2 separate regions of the Mus musculus genome follow, and region 2 is linked to region 1. Evidence: chromatin contacts called from public promoter capture Hi-C data. All regions are on one chromosome and are shown on one strand. The core of a region is the stretch at or near the end of the contact, and the rest is flanking DNA. Distances in the headings are between cores, read along the strand shown.

Region 1 (2,984 bases), core at 423-2,922:
AAGAGAAAAGGGACCTCACTGACTTAAGACCCCTTGGTGCCATCCTCAGTAAGCTGAGCCACCCAGAGCAGCCCTCAGCACAGTGCAAAGGGTGTGGTCCACACTGCTCTCTGCCAGGATGCTCAGGTCTCAGGAACCAGGAATATCTATCCCACAAAGGTAACGGCCCTGCAGGGGTCATCTTTCCCAGGTGACTCCTACAGGGCAGTTGGGCTGAGACTGTGAAAAGGGGACTCTTCCAGAGAGTGGGGGGTGGGGGGGGTGGGGGGCTTGGTTGTTTCCTGTCTCAGAGTCTAGGCGGGACCAGATCCGGAAGGGGACTCGCCCTGCCCCACCCAAATCATAGCGTGGTGATTTGCTAGTCTTTGCAACCCCAGCCATGGCCACCGTCCCTCTCCAGCACATCTCAAACTCCTCCACCCTTCCGTTTACTAACCATATTAGAAGCAGGAACCTAGGGCTGTACCTCTCTTGGGTTTTGTGCTCTGGGAGGAGTACTAGCCTCCTTGGGGCCCCAACTGTCCTCTCGGTGTGTGGGGCCCGCTCAACCCCAGGCAGGCCTCTTCAGGGTTCCTCTTTCTCTGCCCCCTCTGACAAGTCACGCCCTGGGACTACAAGTTTTGTGACCTGCAGCCACTGTCTTCCTCGGCTCAGCATACAAAGCATGGAGGGCATGCTTGTGAGCTTGCTTTTCGAGAGAATGAGGCAGTCTAACAAAGCATTGAACTCATTTCCTGGATAAAGCTCTCCATGTGGCAGCCTAGGACCTCCATCTCTGCACCTAGTGAGATTCCTGGTCCCCAGTTGCTCTCTAAGGAGCTTCCTAGCACACAACAATCCTCCCTAGGAGGTGTGTATGAAGTCCAGCCGCACACAAGGCCATTTAACATGCTGTGCTTCTAGCTCCTGGACCCCTCCCTGCTTTTTTCAGTGAGAAAGCAGGCTGCACTGTCAATTCTCCTAGTCCTAGCCTGTGACCCCTCCCATGAACAACTCCCAACCCAGAACATCATATCAGCATCATATCAGCTTGCTTCGATTATTGCGATTCTGGGGTGGAGGGCACTTCATTTTGGAGTTCCTAAGGAAACTCAAGTCGGGTCACACATGGGACCCAGGGGGAAAGCATCAGCAGGTGACAGAGAGGAGATGCAGTACATTCCTGGTCCCCATGCCTTTGCCTGTCTTCCTCAGGACTCTGGGCTTGTCAACCAGGGTGTTGTGAGGGTGGCTGGGCAGCTCCATTCCTGACAGCTGGTTACTTTCTGAGTGGCCATTATCTCCTGGAGATGCTATCATTTCAGCCTGTATTGTCTAGGTATGTGTAGCCTTGTCCCCATTCCTGACGATGGGACCAGGGTACCTTCAGGGCTTCTCTCAGGTCTGTGTGGATGATAAGGGAGGAAAGGAAGGAAAGAAGCCCAGTACCGCATCCCCACCCCCACCTCACATCTACCTGAGCTCTAGGTTCTTCATGAAGTCCTCCATGGTCAGTTGATCCAAAAGCACGAAGTCTGGTTTCCCATACTCAGGGCCTTCTTCGTCCTCCATCCTGCCCACTGCAAGCATCCAAGGCAGGTCGCCAGAGCTTTCTGTACAGAGGTGAAGGGGAAGGCAGAAAGGGGAGGCCCAGCCCTGCCTGACTACTGCAGTACTTCAGTAAAGTAGGAAGTGGGTTCTGCCCGGGGAGTTTGGCCCTGCCCATTGCTACTCCCCTGCCTTGGTGCTTCAGACACTGCTTCCTGCTCCCTGGCCCACAAGGTCCATGCCTAACTGTCTGTCCTGATGGGGTCTTTACTGGCTTCCTTAAAGCTCTTCCCAAGCTAGGTTTGGCCATACCTGTCTGTAATCCCAAGCACTCCAAAGATTACGGGCAGGCTGGAATTCTCCCTCCCCTTGTCTGTCTGTCTTCCTTCCTTCCTTTGCTCCCTCCCTCTTTCCGTCTCTCTCTCTCTCTCTCTCTCTCTCTCTCTCTTTCTTTCTTTCTTTCTTTCTTTCTTTCTTTCTTTCTTTCTTTCTTCTATCTCTGTAGTCCAAGCTGGCCTCCCCAAAGTAGCTAGGATTATACCAGGCTCAGTAAGAAAGGATGCTTCTTCTTCTTTCTTTCTTTCTTTCTTTCTTTCTTTCTTTCTTTCTTTCTTTCTTTCTTTCTTTTTTTGGTTTTTCAAGACAGGGTTTCTCTGTGTGTCCTGGAACTCACTCTGTAGACCAGGCCAGCCTTGAACTCAGAAATCTACTTGCCTCTGCCTCCCAAGTGCTGGGATTAAAGGCATGTGCCACCACGCCTGGCAGGATGCTTCTTTTAAAACGTTTTAAACATCTATTTTGTGTACAAGTGCTTTGTCTACATGTATAAGTGCACCATATGCATGCTGGGTGTCTGCAGAGGGCTAGAGGGCTGGGTGGCCGTAAACTGCAGACCTTTGCAGGAGCAGTCAGTGCTCTTAACTTCTGAGCCATCTCTCTAGCCCAATAGATATTTCTTTTATTATTATTATTTTGGTTTTTTTTTTTTTTTTTTTTGGTTTTTCGAGACAGGGTTTCTCTGTATAGCCCTGGCTGTCCTGGAACTCACTTTGTAGACCAGGCTCCAGGCTTGCCTCGAACTCAGAAATCGGCCTGCCTCTGCCTCCCAAGTGCTGGGATTAAAGGCGTGCCAACAGATATTTCTTGGCCTCTCGTGGTTACCCAGCTGAACATCGCTGCCCCAGAGCTCAACATCAGCCAGGGGTGGCCACAATAGAGTTTAAACCATAAAGACTTCCTGCCTGACCCAGCAGATGAGGCAGTGGTGGGGACTCGGCACCCTGCGATTCCTCCCCACAGTGACAAGGGAGCGGAAGAGTACACTCTCCAGCCCTCTAGTGGGCTAGCCTTTGGTAGGACCCTCTTGCATATGCTCAGCTTCGTTCTCTCATCCAGCCTCTGAGATAAAACCATTAACTCTTGGAGCTCTGGGGCCTCATCTTAGCTCTCACAGGTCT
Region 2 (2,795 bases), core at 3-2,502, 85 kb after region 1:
CACACAGCCCATCTCCAGCAGGAACCATTTAAACTTAAGAGTATCCTCCAGCCTGCAAGTGGACTGACCTCTACCAACATTTAATGCCCCCTCTTATCCAAGGTCTGCATAGGAAGACCACTGCTGGCCAGGAGAGCTGCTGTTCAGAGCCCCACCTCTCAGACGTGGTTCTGCCGGTGTCCTCTGGCTAGCCTCCCAGGTTCCATCGGCCCTACAACTCCCTTATAAGTCTAGCCGCTTGCTGCCCTAGGCACCCAACGTACCTCTAAGAACCCTCTGGTGGTCACAGGATGAGCCTGCAAGGACCCTTTGGGCCTCCCTGCTTCCAAACCTGCCACCCCACCGTCGGTCCTGGGGCCCAGCTCTCTGTGGACAATGGAATGCAATGTGGCACAGAGACACAACTAAATGGGACTTGGTCCAAAGACTACGGTCCCCACAGCCCAGAGTGAAAGGCCAAGACGCTGCCCTTCATAGCTACAAGGCTAGGAGGATGCTGTCTGCGGCGCCCAGGCCTTCACGAAATCCTGGGGCTTGGGGGTGGGGGAAAGATGCAGGTGGAGGGAATAACCGGTCTGGAAAGACAGGGGAGGGGACTGTGAGGAGGCAGAGGGATGGAGGAGAGAGAAAGCCAGAAAAGGTATTGAGCCAGAAAGGGGAGCCGGCGCGGTCTCACCTGTGCGGGATCCAGGCCCTCCTGCCTCAGGCAGCGGCAGCTCAGCGCCCGCAGCCTCCCCTGGCATGGCCTGGACGTGTGCCTGCCGATACCCCTGTCTCTCTGTCCCTCTGTCCGTCAATGCGCTCGGAGTAGCCAGCACGGCCACCGCCCCTCTGCTGGGGGGGGGGGGGGCGTAAATGACGTCAGCGCTGCCCCGCCCGCCTATCAAGCCGAGTGAGCGTGCGCCAGCGCGCCGAGCACTGCGGAGCGCCAGAGGGAGGGCGCTCATTCCCTTCGTTCACCCCATCGCCTCTCTCCCACTGCTGAGTCTAAGGCCAGAAGGCTGCGCCCTGCCCCGCCTTTCCCGCAGCATCCAAGGGGGGCCGCTTGGAGGCCAGACTCCTCCCAAGGTGACATCGCCTCTTAACTGGAAAGAGACAAAAGGTGTCTCCAGAACCAGGGGTGCGGGTTAATATGGGGAGATAGCTATATATTCTGCAGAGGGGGCAGGGCCACTTTAATAAGTGATGGCCCAACCTATCGCTCAATGACTGGACAGAGGACACAGGGAGCCCAGTGAAGGAGCCTAAGCTCCTAAGCCCCAAGATGAGCGAAAACAGCAGCTCAGGATTGGCTGGTCCTGGCAGACAGTCTCCATAGCAACTACCTCCTGTCTCTGTGGCAACGGGAGATGGAACTGAGTGCGCCAGAGAGTGGTTCCAGACAATCTCTTGGGCTGAGCTGGATCTTTGACTTCTAGCTTGGCGGTCTGCTTTGTTTCCTTCACCGTTCAGCTCTTTAGGACAGGGAAGAAATGTACCTCACTCACTATTCCCGCCAGCCCTGGGCCACACCCCCAGAGATGATGCTTACTATTTCCCTTCCTGAAATGCACTATGTTTCCATCCTGGCGTTTGCAGTGCCCAGCCCGTCCCCCCTTCCCAGTGCCAGGCACCAGATGAATGAATGACACATTGTCATCTGTGAGCTGAAGTCGGGGAAATTAGTGGCTATTGAGGCAAACAAGGAGGGAGTGTCCAATGTATAGGATCTTCTGAGTCTACAGGAAGTCAGGTGCTGTTCCCTACTTCCCTATACCTGACTTGAGGTGCACACCAAGGTACCCCTGGCACCCTTACCACATCCAAACATAAGACCAGCATCTTCTGCAAAACTGCCCCACCCTCTCTGTTGCTGACAACCCACCCCGTCCTTCTGATATTTGACTTTATAGTCCACGTAAGGACCCCTTACTTCACCTCCAAGGATCTAAGTTGATTCCTCCTGTGAAACCCCTCCTCCTTCTTTGGAGACAGGTTTTTGTTTATTTTCTATTCTGTGTAGTCCTGGCTGTCCTGGAACTCACGCTGTAGACAGGCTGGCCTGGAATTCCCAGAGATCATCTGCCTGTGCCTCTGGAGTGCTGGGACCAAAGAAAGGTGTGTGCCACCACCCAGCCCCTAGTTGCCTTTTTTGTTCCTGGTGTTTATCACGGCAACAGGAAGCAAATTAATCAATCCAGCAACTGGTACCAGAAAATGAGTTTGTGGCTGTGGTGATCTGACCATGTTTTGTGGGAAGATTGTGGAAGTATCTGGAGCTTTGGGCTGGAAAAGACCATTGGCTGCTGAGAGCTTAATGAGCTGTTGTAGGGGTTTGGAGACAGGAAAGTTGAGAGAGATACAGATGATGGAGACCAGGCTTGTTAAAGCAGCAACTTTACGGGGGGCTTTTGTATAATTTTCTTTTGAATCTGTGGTTTCTGGTTAGCTGGAGCTGAAGGGTCAGCTGTGTTTTTGTTTGTTTTTCGAGACAGGGTTTCTTTGTATAGCCCTGGCTGTCCTGGAACTCACTTTGTAGACCAGGCTGGCCTCAAACTCGCCTGTCTCTGCCTCCCGAGTGCTGGGTCTAAAGGCGTGCGCCACCACGCCCGGCTTCAGCTGTGGTTTTAACAAGAGACCAGCACCACTGAAATGAAACCTTTGCTTTCCTCAGAGACTTGACAATGGTTAGCTAGGACTAGAAAGAAAAGGTAAGCTGTGATTACTAGAGACCAGCATCACTGAGGCAAATCTGAAAAGTATTTGCTCACGTCAGCACACAGCACTTGAGACCCAGTAGGACCAAAGCTTTCTTT

What was found. Capture Hi-C pulls out chosen DNA fragments and counts their contacts.
Region 2: a contact with region 1 is called in a promoter capture Hi-C map of liver. The contact joins the promoter of Nacad here to the promoter of Myo1g in region 1. A contact is called at or near these places in 8 of 39 promoter capture datasets (the C10 cell line, the HPC-7 cell line, hematopoietic stem and progenitor cells and 5 more), 3 of 15 datasets of contacts at CTCF or cohesin (the NIH/3T3 cell line, large pre-B cells and pro-B cells), 13 of 484 Hi-C or Micro-C datasets (the 63-12 cell line, ECoMG-derived neutrophils, the G1E-ER4 cell line and 5 more), 10 of 115 datasets of contacts at active chromatin or transcription factors (the 230-238 cell line, the SCID.adh cell line, acute myeloid leukemia and 3 more) and 4 of 9 other capture datasets (adipose tissue, embryonic stem cells, liver and 1 more).

The regions. Positions count from the first base shown.
Region 1 is chr11:6,519,286-6,522,269 of GRCm38.p6, forward strand. Myo1g (myosin IG) reads right to left here and starts at 1,673. Exons shown (of 22, transcript NM_178440.4): 1 at 1,457-1,673. The coding sequence starts at 1,569.
Region 2 is chr11:6,604,802-6,607,596 of GRCm38.p6, forward strand. It overlaps Nacad (NAC alpha domain containing), which reads right to left and starts at 1,253. Exons shown (of 8, transcript NM_001081652.1): 1 at 677-1,253. The coding sequence starts at 947.